Linked DNA regions of Mus musculus: regions 1, 2 and 3 are each linked to region 4. The links are chromatin contacts, called in public HiChIP or PLAC-seq, Micro-C and promoter capture Hi-C maps. All regions are on one chromosome and are shown on one strand. The core of a region is the stretch at or near the end of the contact, and the rest is flanking DNA. Distances in the headings are between cores, read along the strand shown.

The links. Promoter capture Hi-C pulls out the DNA fragments that hold promoters and counts their contacts. Hi-C and Micro-C count contacts between places; a contact is called where the count stands out from the background. HiChIP or PLAC-seq counts read pairs in DNA pulled down with a chosen protein or histone mark.
Region 1: a promoter capture Hi-C map of erythroid cells shows a contact between it and region 4, with 10 times the contacts expected there. The contact joins the promoter of Wasf2 here to the promoter of Arid1a in region 4. A contact is called at or near these places in 1 of 39 promoter capture datasets (erythroid cells) and 1 of 115 datasets of contacts at active chromatin or transcription factors (bone marrow-derived macrophages).
Region 2: a Micro-C map of embryonic stem cells shows a contact between it and region 4, with 5 times the contacts expected there. The contact joins the promoter of Pdik1l here to the promoter of Arid1a in region 4. A contact is called at or near these places in 3 of 484 Hi-C or Micro-C datasets (cortical neurons and embryonic stem cells) and 1 of 115 datasets of contacts at active chromatin or transcription factors (pancreatic cancer cells).
Region 3: a FOXA1 HiChIP or PLAC-seq map of pancreatic cancer cells shows a contact between it and region 4. The contact joins the promoter of Paqr7 here to the promoter of Arid1a in region 4.

The regions. Positions count from the first base shown.
Region 1 is chr4:133,129,361-133,132,070 of GRCm38.p6, forward strand. Wasf2 (WAS protein family, member 2) reads left to right here and starts at 1,273. Exons shown (of 9, transcript NM_153423.6): 1 at 1,273-1,368.
Region 2 is chr4:134,285,950-134,288,649 of GRCm38.p6, forward strand. Pdik1l (PDLIM1 interacting kinase 1 like) reads right to left here and starts at 1,304. Exons shown (of 3, transcript NM_001163794.1): 1 at 1,212-1,304.
Region 3 is chr4:134,495,370-134,498,069 of GRCm38.p6, forward strand. It overlaps Paqr7 (progestin and adipoQ receptor family member VII), which reads left to right and starts at 1,392. Exons shown (of 2, transcript NM_027995.3): 1 at 1,392-1,667.
Region 4 is chr4:133,752,552-133,755,308 of GRCm38.p6, forward strand. Arid1a (AT rich interactive domain 1A (SWI-like)) reads right to left here and starts at 1,434. Exons shown (of 20, transcript NM_001080819.2): 1 at 1-1,434. The coding sequence starts at 1,060.

The DNA of each region.
Region 1 (2,710 bases), core at 23-2,522, 620 kb before region 4:
GTATGTTGTATGTGAGGATGGACCAGTGCAGGCCAGAGAATCACCTCAGGTGCTGTTCTTCAGGCAACTTTTACCTTGGTTTTAGTAACTGGCTCTCTCATTGGCCCAGTCTGGAGGAGCAGGCTAGGCTAGGCTGGGCCTGTGAGCTAGAGCTCTGCCTGTCTCTGCCTCCCCAGCGCTGCGAAGTCAGTATCATCGGGCCTGTTAGGCTTTGTTTGGAATCTGAGTTCTCAAACGCAGGTCCTCATTCTTTCAAAGCAGCACTTTACTGACTGAGCCGTGTCGTGTCGTGACCTCCACCCCACCGCCCTCACACCGTGCACCCTTTTTGAAAGGAAGCAAAGAGGGAGGCAGACGTGGCGGTAACAAAGCCTGCCTAAGATCCATTCTTCCACAAGAGGCCAATACCTGCTCTACAGAGATGCTCTAGTATACTAAATGTGCTAAGCCGGACTCGTCACGTTGTCACCCAGCCGCAGCATTTTGTATTCTATAAGTCACTTGGGAGTGTATTCTCAAACTGCCCACCTTCATGGACTGGGACGTGCCAGGGCCTACTGCATCTATTTTGTAGAACAAAGTGAGAACTAGGTAGGCAGCAGTTGTCCGAAGTTGCAGAGTGAAGTGACAGGTGTTTGGCTCACCTGACAGTGGCCTCTCAGAACTAGCTCCCAATCTCAGGATGCCAGCTTCACCCGAATACCTATCCTTTGGGGTGAGCTGAAGCCTATGACTCACTCGCCCCCACCCGACTTTCGGTCCCGCTTGGGACAAGGCGTGAAGGGACAGAACGATCTGCCACTTGAGGGGTGTCTACAGAAAGTTCATAGGCTCGGCCTGTTCTTTACACAAAAAACAGGCTGGCTCTCTGGACTCTAATAAAAATAAATCGTGTTTCAATACATGTTAGCCGAGGTCTTTCCCTGTCTTAGCAGATATTTTTGTACTTAAACTTGGGCGTCGATGTACCTTTAGTCCCATCTCCACTTCACTTGGTTTGTCCTCGCCTCTGTTTACTCCGATTGCGGAAGTCGCTCGGGTGGAGTTCCCGGGACACTACCTTTGAATACGTCTTTTGCGTACTTATTTAATTGGCATTGGATTCAGACCAATGGGATAGCTGGGGGCTCCGGGCGGGTGGGGCAGGGAGCCAATCAGAACGGTTGGCGGGGTGTGGCTGCGTCCCGGGGCGGGGAAATCGCGTAATGGCGGACTCAGGCCGGTGGAGTGCGGCTGGGGGCGTAGCGCGCTGAGGGGGGCGTCCGGCTGAGTAGCAGCCCGCGAAGCAGTAGGCTGGAGCGTTCTCCGTGGGGACGCGGACCGGCTGCCCAGCCCTTCATGTCGCTGAGGGCGACTGCGCGAGGTCAGGTGAGCAACAAGTCCCCCTGGGCGCGCCCGGCTGTGAGAGGCGAGCGCCGGCCCGGCCACCCCTGCAAGGGTCCGGTGGCACCGGGTGTCTGCTCTGACGGTCGCTGGTGCGGCTCGTGTGTTGTCAGCGCCGTGGCGACACCTCAGGGGTGGTGGTGACCCAGAGTGCCCTTCGGAGACTAGGGAGGGTCGGCGAAAGTGGCCCTACCACCAACCCACTGTGTGTTCTTGAGCAAGTCACTTCCGTCTTCGGGCCTCAGTTTACCATTTGTAAATAGACTTCACCGAAGCCTGTGAATTGGGTCTCAGCAACTCCCCGAGCTCCTGGACAAGTTCATCTCCAGGCTGAGCCTCAGTTTCCATATTTGGACCATAAAGTAATTGAGGTGCTCTTTGGGGACCCTGGCTGCTAGGCTGGGGGTAGGGACATTGTGGAGGAGTGTGTGAGCACGCGCACATGTGCACAGAATGAGCCCTACAGAAAGGAGCCTTGGCTTACGGGCCACTGGTACCAATGCATGGGTGCTACCCAGATCGTGACAGGGAAGGGCTAAGTCCTGTGGTCCTTTGAGATGAGGAAATGTTCATAGATTCAGAGATCAGGGGTTACCCTTGGCGTTTAAGCCCAGCACTGAAGAGGAAGAAAGCCAAGGAAAATGTTAATGGTTGTCCTACTATGTGCCAAACCTTAGGTATAAGTGCTTGTTTAGTTTTTCCAGCTGTCCTTGTAAGTTTACTGGTGAGGAAGTCAAGTAGGTTTCAGAGAAGTAACTTGCTCAGGGTGACACCGGAACGTGTGGCACTTACCAAAGTGAGGGTGTTTCCTCTGGGAAGCACCGGGCGCGCAGGGATAAGTTAGTGTTCTCTTACAAAGTTTGCTTTGTCATAAATGGAGGGAGGGGTCTAGCCTGGAGAGTTGATTTCACTTTTGGTGTGGAGACAGGCTAGGTCTTAAGCTCAGGATTATTAATTATAAGCCCATCTCCTTTTCTTGCTTTGTGACTAAGGAAGGGCCATTTCTGAGTGTTAAAAATCACTTCGAAGTGTGTCAGGACAGCAGAGGATTCCGTTTGAGTCCCAGGCAGGTGTCACCAATATTTGTTGTATAGAGACATGAGTTTTGACTCCAGGTGGTGTCATCAGAGTGTCTTTCTCTCCTCTGTACAAAGGCTACATTTTATTGGGAGGGAGAATTTATCCATCTGTTGTATAATTTCTTTGGGTTCCTTGGGGCTAAAGTTTCAATGGCCTGCCTGTGTTCAAGTGTAGCCTTTCTTTCTTTGTTCTTTCCTTATCTTGCAGATGAGTAAAGGCAGTGGACTTTGAGTAGGAGTAGCTGGGT
Region 2 (2,700 bases), core at 54-2,553, 530 kb after region 4:
GACCTGCACCAGCATGCTTAGTTATTTGTTTCTTACAAAATGGGCACAAATAAAGTTTTTGCAGAGCTGTTCCCTCAAAATGAAGTAAGTCAACTACCTTTTTATCGTTGTTTAGCATAGTTATTTAATTCTAGGTCTTTTCTGGCCAAAGGGGGAGCATCCTATACATCACAGGGAATCCTCTGACAAAGTCCTTTGGCGCTGTACCTTGAGAAATCATTTAAAGGCAAGCTGGAGCACAGGCCCCACAGAGAAATGTTCTTTTGAGTGGAGAGTCTGCAGTACGCTCCCTCACTCACTGTCACTGTCTTCGCCGGCCAGGAAGAGTAAGATTGTATTTACATTGCACAACCAGGTAAACAAAGTGACTGCCCCGGGAACCGGAGACTCCCGGAACGACTACTTTAAGTTCATTGGCCAGATTTAAAAGAAAATGACTGTTCCTGAGGTTTGCCCTGAGTTACTTCCTTGTATTGGTCGCCTACCCTTCAATTTCTTCCTGGATTCCCCAATGTCAGGTTTCCTGTCACCGGGCGGGCCATTCTGTCCTGCTCTGTGCTGATTCCCGGTTACTAGGCACTTCCAAGTGACTCTTTTCTCTGCAGCGGTCCCCTGTCCTCTCCCACTTGCCAGAGGTCCCCCCCCCCAAGGAAGAACGCCTTCCTTGCATAAGAAAGGACGGTGTCTATCAAATCCTTGGGGTCCTGGCTGGAGAGACGCCCTGCTGAAGCATCCTTCGAGAACCCGAGCGCCTTACGATGGCACGTCCCGGACCCTCCTGCCTGCCTGCCTGCCATTCTCCCTCCGGGGCTGGGCACCGGCGGCTTGGACATGCACCTGCTGGTGCCGGGGACGGGGACAAGTAAGGCCAGCGGTGCTCGCTCTGTCGCCGAGGCGCGCTCACTGGCCAAGCAGCAAGCTCACTCCGGGCGGCCGTCCCTGGAAACCCCGAGGGACCCTCCCGTGGCCCCTGAGCGGGCCTCGCAGTCGCTTCAACTCCTGGCGGCTGCAGCCTAGGGGACCGGACTCCGGGAGTGGCCCGGGCGGGAACGGAGGCCGCAGTCCCCGGCCGGTGGCCGGCGCAGCACCGGGCCTTCCCGGGGATGACTCCACTGAGAGGTCCGTGACAGGCCTGCTGGGGACAGAGACACATGCAGGGAGACCGGTTCTGACTGCGGGGCATCCGTGGCACGGCGAAGGGCCAGGTTTACCTCAGGGCAGCCGCCGCCGCTTCTCCCTCTCATGAGCTCTGCAGGCCGCCATTATCGCGCAGCTCGCGCCCTCGGCCGCGGCGGCCTCCAGTCAGAAGCCGGCGCGCGCCCCCGTGGTGCGCGGACACACCCCCTCACGCCGGGCCCCGCCCCCTCCGGCTTGCCGTAGCGCGCGTGCGCAAGCCGAGCGCCGCCTGCTGCCGGGCGAGCGCCCGCCTCTCCTCCGCGGGCTCTGGCCATTGCGCTCCGTCGCTGCCCTGGCGCGGCGCACAGCCGAGCGTTTCCAGCGGTGTGCGCGCTGCAGAGCGGACCAATGCTGCCCTGCAGGGGTGGCGGCAGGGGACGGTCGCCCTCAGCCGCAGCGGGGGGCGCGTCCCGGGACCCCAGAGAAGCTGCGGCCGCTGGCCCGAGCCGGCGGTGCTCGTGCCCCGTGGCGGGCTACGCTGCCCGCCCTCTTCAGACCTACCGAGCGGCGGGCTGGAGCGCGCGGTTCGCTGGGGCCGGATGCCCGGTGCATCTTCCTCGCTGGTGGCGGGACTGGGCGGCGGGTCCGTGGGGAGGCGCGGCCAGTGCTGGGAGGCTGGCTGCACCTACGTTCCGAGGCACCGAGCTGTGTTTGCGGGTGGCACAATGGCCCAGGCAGCGACGCGGGCCTGGGTGCGATCATCTGGGAGGATGCTGTCCCCTGCCCCACCGGCGCGGTGGTATCTCCCTTAAAGAAGCCGGAACCTCATTGTTCCCGGCCTTGAGGATCGGGGCGTCCTGCTGGGTGAGAGAGAGGGTGTGGCCTACCTGGCTGCGGCGCGCAGCCTAGCTGGCCTGAACCGGAGTTGGGACCCATTTTAGGCGGGTGTACGGACACAAAACAGGTCTCCTAGGACTGCAGTCCCCCGGAGTTCTTCAAATACGTGCACAAAACCTTTCAAATGCCCCCAGCAGTTGTCAGTCATAACCCTGAGTTGCCCTGAGATCGGGGTGACAGTCACTTGGAAACCAGGACCAACTGGCCGGCCCGTCGTTAGTTACACAGATTGAGTAAGCATCTGCCAGAAACGCCCATTCTTTTCTTTATTATTCTGTACCTACTGCTTGTTAGTAAGGTTGATCCTGCCTTCATTGCCCCCTAAGCATCTCAGTGCCTCCAGGATCATCCTTTGTCATCTGCTTATGAAACTAATATTTGGGGTCTGGGCAACTTTCTATATAATCTGAACCATATTCCAAAAGTAAAGACCTTACTACTGACCCTGCTGCTTTCATAGGCGAGGAAACCAACACCTGCCACATTGACCAAAAGTTGTCTTCCTAGAACACCCACTCGCACCCTAGTGTAACGTCCTCCAGCCCCTCCTAATAAAAGCCCAGCAATCTATTCAGAGTTTGTCCTGAGGGCCATCCTCCTATTGGTGCTCACGTTTTCTGGGAATACTGAGTCAGTCAAGACTTGCTTCCTGCCCTGGAAAGTAGGGGGAAATAGGAAAGCTCAGTA
Region 3 (2,700 bases), core at 142-2,641, 740 kb after region 4:
CAACTGCTTGGCTCACCGCTTGCCACAGGCCAAGAACATTACATATAAACCGTGGATTTGAAAACAAACCAAGAGGGGACAGGATGTGGTGGTGTATGCCGGAGACCTCAGCCTCTGCTTCACTTGTGAGCTCCAAGCAGGAGCTGGGTGAGACTCTGCCTTTAAAAACATACAAATGAACAAAAAACATACCACCTCTGACAAAAGCCAAACCAACCGGAAACAAAGAATCAAAGCAGTGAGAGCTTGACCTTCCTGCCAAAAATAGAAGCTGAGTCCGAGGCTTCTTCTAAGTCCTTACTGTTTGTTTTGTTTTGTTTTGTTTTGTTTTGTTTAAGATGGGATGTCTTTGTTTAGCGCTGGCTTTCCTGGAACTAGCTCCATAGAGTAGGCTGGCCCAGAACCCAGAGATCCCTTGCCTCTGCCTCTGGCTCCTGAGTGCTGGGATCAAAGGCGTGTGCCACCGCTGCCACCACTGTCTGCAAAGTCTCTCATTTTTATTCATCCTATCAGGACACAGTCACCATATGTTGCCCAGGCTGCCCTTGAACTCCTGGCTTCAAATAATCCTCCTGCCTCAGTCTCCAGAGTAGTAGGCACGGGATGGCAGGCCTGTCGGCTTGCCCCATGGATTCAGGAAATGTGGGCGTTTGTCTGAATTTGTTGAATGAGAGGCCAGTCTCTCACATACAATTCTCTTAAGATAATATGCTCATCACAGTACAGAGGGAAATTTTGCAGTTTCCAAAGACCTTCATGTCCACCGTTTGACCTAAACACCTTGTCAAGTGGTACTGCCATCTCTATAACACTGAGGCCCAAAAGAGCAAGGTTTGTCCAAGGTCGCAGGGTGAGCTGGGGTAGCAACAGGCTTCAATCCTGTTAATGTGTCAGGGCTCTAGACTCAAAAGCTCAGTAAAGGACAGGGCCCTAGCCTCTACCAATCAGGCCTCTTTACTCAAGACCCGGTCTGGTACTCCATTTTTGTTAGGTATGAACACCACAGAAGGGGCAGGCACATGAGGCACTGTAAGAAAGTATTTATTGGAGGCATACCCTGCCTATAAAAACCCACTGGGCTGTTCACCTTCTCTGCTGGTCCCATACCTGGAAGATGTGACAACCAGGAGTGGTTGTTCTGACAGAGATCTAGACAAATCAGGACAGGGAAAATGTCAGAGATCACGGGATGAGACTTTGATAAGCCAGAGAGCCCAGTTTGGGACGCAGCTCCCCAGGGAGAGCGACATCTGGACTACAGTAGCCCTGTGAGGCATGAGCGGTATGTGCTGAGCTCAAGCTTGCCTCAGAGCTCTTGGGACACTCATCCGACTCTCTTGCAACTATCACAGAGCGAAGCTTGCGCTTTGGGGAAGTGGGTAAACTCTGCAGGAGTCTGCAGCCTCTTATCTGAGCCTAGGTTCTCTGGGCCTTCTATTTTCAGACTGTACTGTGGCCGCAGGAAGTCCCGGGATGCGTCGTGGAGTGACCCCTCCTGCAGTCTGAGCTTGCATAACGCCAGGCGAGAAGCTGCAGACTGGCGGAGGCGGCTGAGCTCCCGGTGCCCAGCGCCGCCCTCCGGGCTTGGGGCGTGGCCGCTACCCCTTTATCTGCGACTCCAGCGCGGGGGACGCAGCAGACAGCTCCTAGCTCTGCTCTGACCACAGGTGAGACTGCTCCTGGAGATCCCGGGGCCGGGCCGGGCTGGGCTGGGCTGGGAGTAGAGAAGTGCTCCCCCGGCACGCGGGTTGGGGGTGTGCTCCTAGCTGCATGCGTGCGGTGCCCAGTGGCGGAAGTGGGCAGGTGGCAGAAGATGGGGCGAGGCCGAAGACAGCAGGACCCTGACAGCCGGACAGTTATGTAGGGGAGCACCTCCCGGTAGGGGTGAGGAGAGGTCACCAAGGGAATTAGCCTCAAGGAGGGGACCGGAAGAAGAAACGTTTGAGGTCACCCCACCCCCGGAGGAGCAGTGGGGGGGTCACTGTAAGGGAGTGGGGAGAGCAGAAGGATTATGGGAGGACCAGAGGTAGCATGCCATGGAGAAGGAGGACCAGGGCTGGAGTAAAGCCTATGAGCTTGTGGCTTGTGGAATGGGGAGAATAATTCAGTGTCGTCTGCAGAAGTTAGGCATGGGAGACAGCCTGTGCAGCAGGATCACACCCTGGGCAGGAACAACCAACCTCACAGGCTATGTGCTGCATTCTAGGAGCGAGGTTATAATGGGACAAGAAGGAGCAGGGGTGGAAGTGTGTGTGTGTGTGTGTGTGTGTGTGTGTGTGTGTGTGTGTGTGTGTGTGTGTGTGGTATGTTTTGCAGATCCTTGTGGGGGAACCCCCAAGGAAAGCTTTAGAGAGGTGGGAGGGCTACCAGGCCAGAATATTGGATCCCTTCCCTAGCGTCAGGAAAGCCAGATTGCCCTAGATAGGAAAAGAGACAAGGCCCCACCACCACCCTCAGCCTTAACCTGGGGGATTTCCTCCTAGCAGCCCCTGAAGCCCCTTAGGCTGCCTCAGGCTATGCACTGAGAGGAGGCTTGGTGGATTCCCCAAGCTGACTGTTCTTGTTGGGTACCCGGGGACACCATGATGAAGATCTTCCCTTTCAGGGTACTCCTTGGAACCGTGGGAGTGTCTGAACTTTGGGGGAAAATGTCCTTAACATTTCCATTCTGATCACGTTACTGAGTACAAATGGAGACCC
Region 4 (2,757 bases), core at 184-2,683:
CTCCCGAGACGGCCGCTGCCGCCGCCGCCGCCGCCGCCGCAGCCCCCCAGCACTGCGAGGCCATGTCCGCCGGGCCTTTGCCCGCGCCCCCGTCCTGGGGCCCGCCGCCGTAGTCGCCCCCGGGGTAGCCCTGGTAGCCACGGGCCGAGCTGGGCGACGTGAGCAGTTGGTTGAGGGTGGGGGTGGCGGTGGGCTGGGGAGTTCCCCCGCCGGCCGCTGAGGGGCCGCCTCCCCCCATGGCCCCGAAGCGCTGCTGTGCGAAGGACGAAGACGACGAGGAGGCAGAGGCGCTGGAGGAGGGAGGCGGCTTGGAGCCGGCGGCCGCCGCCGCGCCGGAGCCCGGAGTGCCACCTCTCGGGGAGCTCAGCGCGTAGGCCTGGGGAGGCGGGGGGTAGGCGCTGCGGTTGGGGTAGTAGGAGTTGTACTGGTGGTTGGGGAAGCCGTGGTCGTGCGAGTTCTGCTGGGGCCCGGCGTAGGGCTCCAAGCCCCCGCCGCCGCCGCTCTGCAGCGCTGCCAGGCCAGGGCTTTGTTGTCCGCCATGTTGTTGGTGGAAGACGGCGGCCGCCGCGGCGGCGACGGCAGACGGGCTCCGGCCGTAGGCTTGCCCGAAGCCGTAGGCTGGGGGCGGCAGGGCGGCCGCGGCCGAGTGAGGAGGCGCCCCCACCCCGTCGCTGCTGCTGCTGCCGCCGCCGCCGCCGCCGCCGGGCGGCTCCGGGAGGTTATTGTTCAGGGCGGGCCTAGGGCCCGCGTTCCCGTTCGAGTTCTTCAGGTCCGGCTCCGCGCCGGGCCCGCCGCCGCTGCCGGCTCCGCCGCCGCCGCCACCCCCATTGCTCTCGGCCCCGTCCTGCAGCTCCTTTCCCAGCGGCTGCGGCGGCCCCACGGCGGGGCCCTCGCTCTCCTGCCCGGCGGCTGCCTTCATTTCCCCGCGCTCGGCCGCTGCCGCCGCCGCCTCGCCCCCCGCCTCCTCCCGCTGTTGCTGCTCGGCTTTCTTCAGCTCCGAGGGCGGCGGCGGCGGGTTGCCCAGGCTGCTGGCGGCGGCGGGGGCGACCTGCGCGGCCATGATCCCCGCTGTCTCGTCCGCGGAGAGACCCGGCCCTGTCTTCGTCTTCTCCCCCCTCCCACCCCGCCCCGGGGCCGAGTCCCCCGGGCTGCCCTCCCCACCCGCCCGGGCGGGCCTCGCGGGGCTCCGCTGCTGCGCTGCGCTCGCTCCTCTCCCCCCCGCCCCGCCGGCTCAGGCTCCGGGCTGGCGGCGGAGGAGGAGGAGGAGGCGGCGGCGGCAGCCGAGGCGCCGGCGGCTCAGCTGCTCCGGGCTCTGGCGGCTCGGGACCCGGCTCTCCCGGCTCATTCCCCCCAAGCCCTTGCCTGGGAATGAGGGGGGCGGTGGAGGCTCCGCTCCCCAGGGCCTGGCCCCGCTGTGACTCTCCGCTTTCTGCTGCCGGAGAAAGGAGGAGGGAGGGAGGGAGGGAGGCGAGGGGGAGGGGGCGGGAAAGGAGGGAGGGAGCGGGGGGGGAGGGGGGACCCGGGACGGGCGGGCGGGCGGGCGGGCTGGAGGGCGCGCGGCGGCGGACGGGGCGCCGGGAGGCAGAGTAGGAGCGCTGCTCTGGCGGGCGCCCTGCCTCGCCTCCCCGGCCGCGGCTCGGGCCGAGGCTGCTGCTTGGCGGCGGGCGGGCGGGCGAGAGAGCGAACGAGAGAGCGGGCGGGCGGGCGGCGGGACTGAGCAGCTAGAGCGCCCCACTCTCCTCCGAGTCCCCCTCACTCCGACACGAGGCTCAGCACTGCCATTTTACCCAGCGCCGTCGCGGCCGCCTGAAAAACCAGGACTGGAGCGCGGAGCGGGCGCAGGCCGTGGAATGGACTCGCTCCCTTCCCCTCACAAAGGAGGAGGGGAGAGAAGGAGCCGCGGCGGCGGCGGCAAGCCCTCAGCCTCTTTCGCTCGGCTGCGCCGCCGCCGAAGGCTTCGGGGAAAACCCGGCCCGGAGCCCGCGCCTCCGGAGCCTGCGCCGCCTCGCTCGCCGCGTTCCCAGCCTGGCCTGTCCCCTCCCGGCCGCTCCAAAGGGAGCGGGCCGCGTGAACTTTACCCGCGCCTGCAAAATTGGCCTGAGCCCGAAACCGCGGCCGCCGCGGCCGGGACCTGACCCCCTGGCACCGGGCCTGGGCTCTTGGCTGCGACTTAGCACCTCCGCAGCACTTTTCTTCTTCAAAGCCTTTTGCAGACCTGCTCTAGAGACCCAGCTGAGCGAGCCCTGCTTTTCCCCCCCTTTGGCTAGCCCCAAAGGAGGACTGACCATTGTTCAAACTATCGGTTCTCCCGTGCCCTGCCCTCATTAGCCCTCTCTGACAAGGCCCTGGGGGCATGAGGTCTGGATTATCTCCCCCCCCCCCATTTTACCAACAGACTGAAGGGAGGGGACTGCCCAGGTCACTTAAAGTCAGAGGGCAGAAGTGTGTGGCTATAAAAAGTGGAGTGAGTGGCCGAAGCCGCATCTTGTCTACTTAGCCAGAGAAAAGGAGGAAAAGAGAAAAGAAAGGCACTTACGTTGTGAACAAATCCAACCACCGGATCAGATCAGTGTCAGGAGGTTTGAAAATCAAACGTGGTCATCCCACCACTTCTCTTAAAATGGTGGCTACTGATGCGTTGGGGGCTTAAGACAGTCCTCCAGGCAAACCAAGCTCCATTAGCACTTCCTAAGGGAACCTAGCTCACAATGGCCAGTAGCCCAATCTTCAAAGGCAAGTACCTTGGAAGACTGTAAA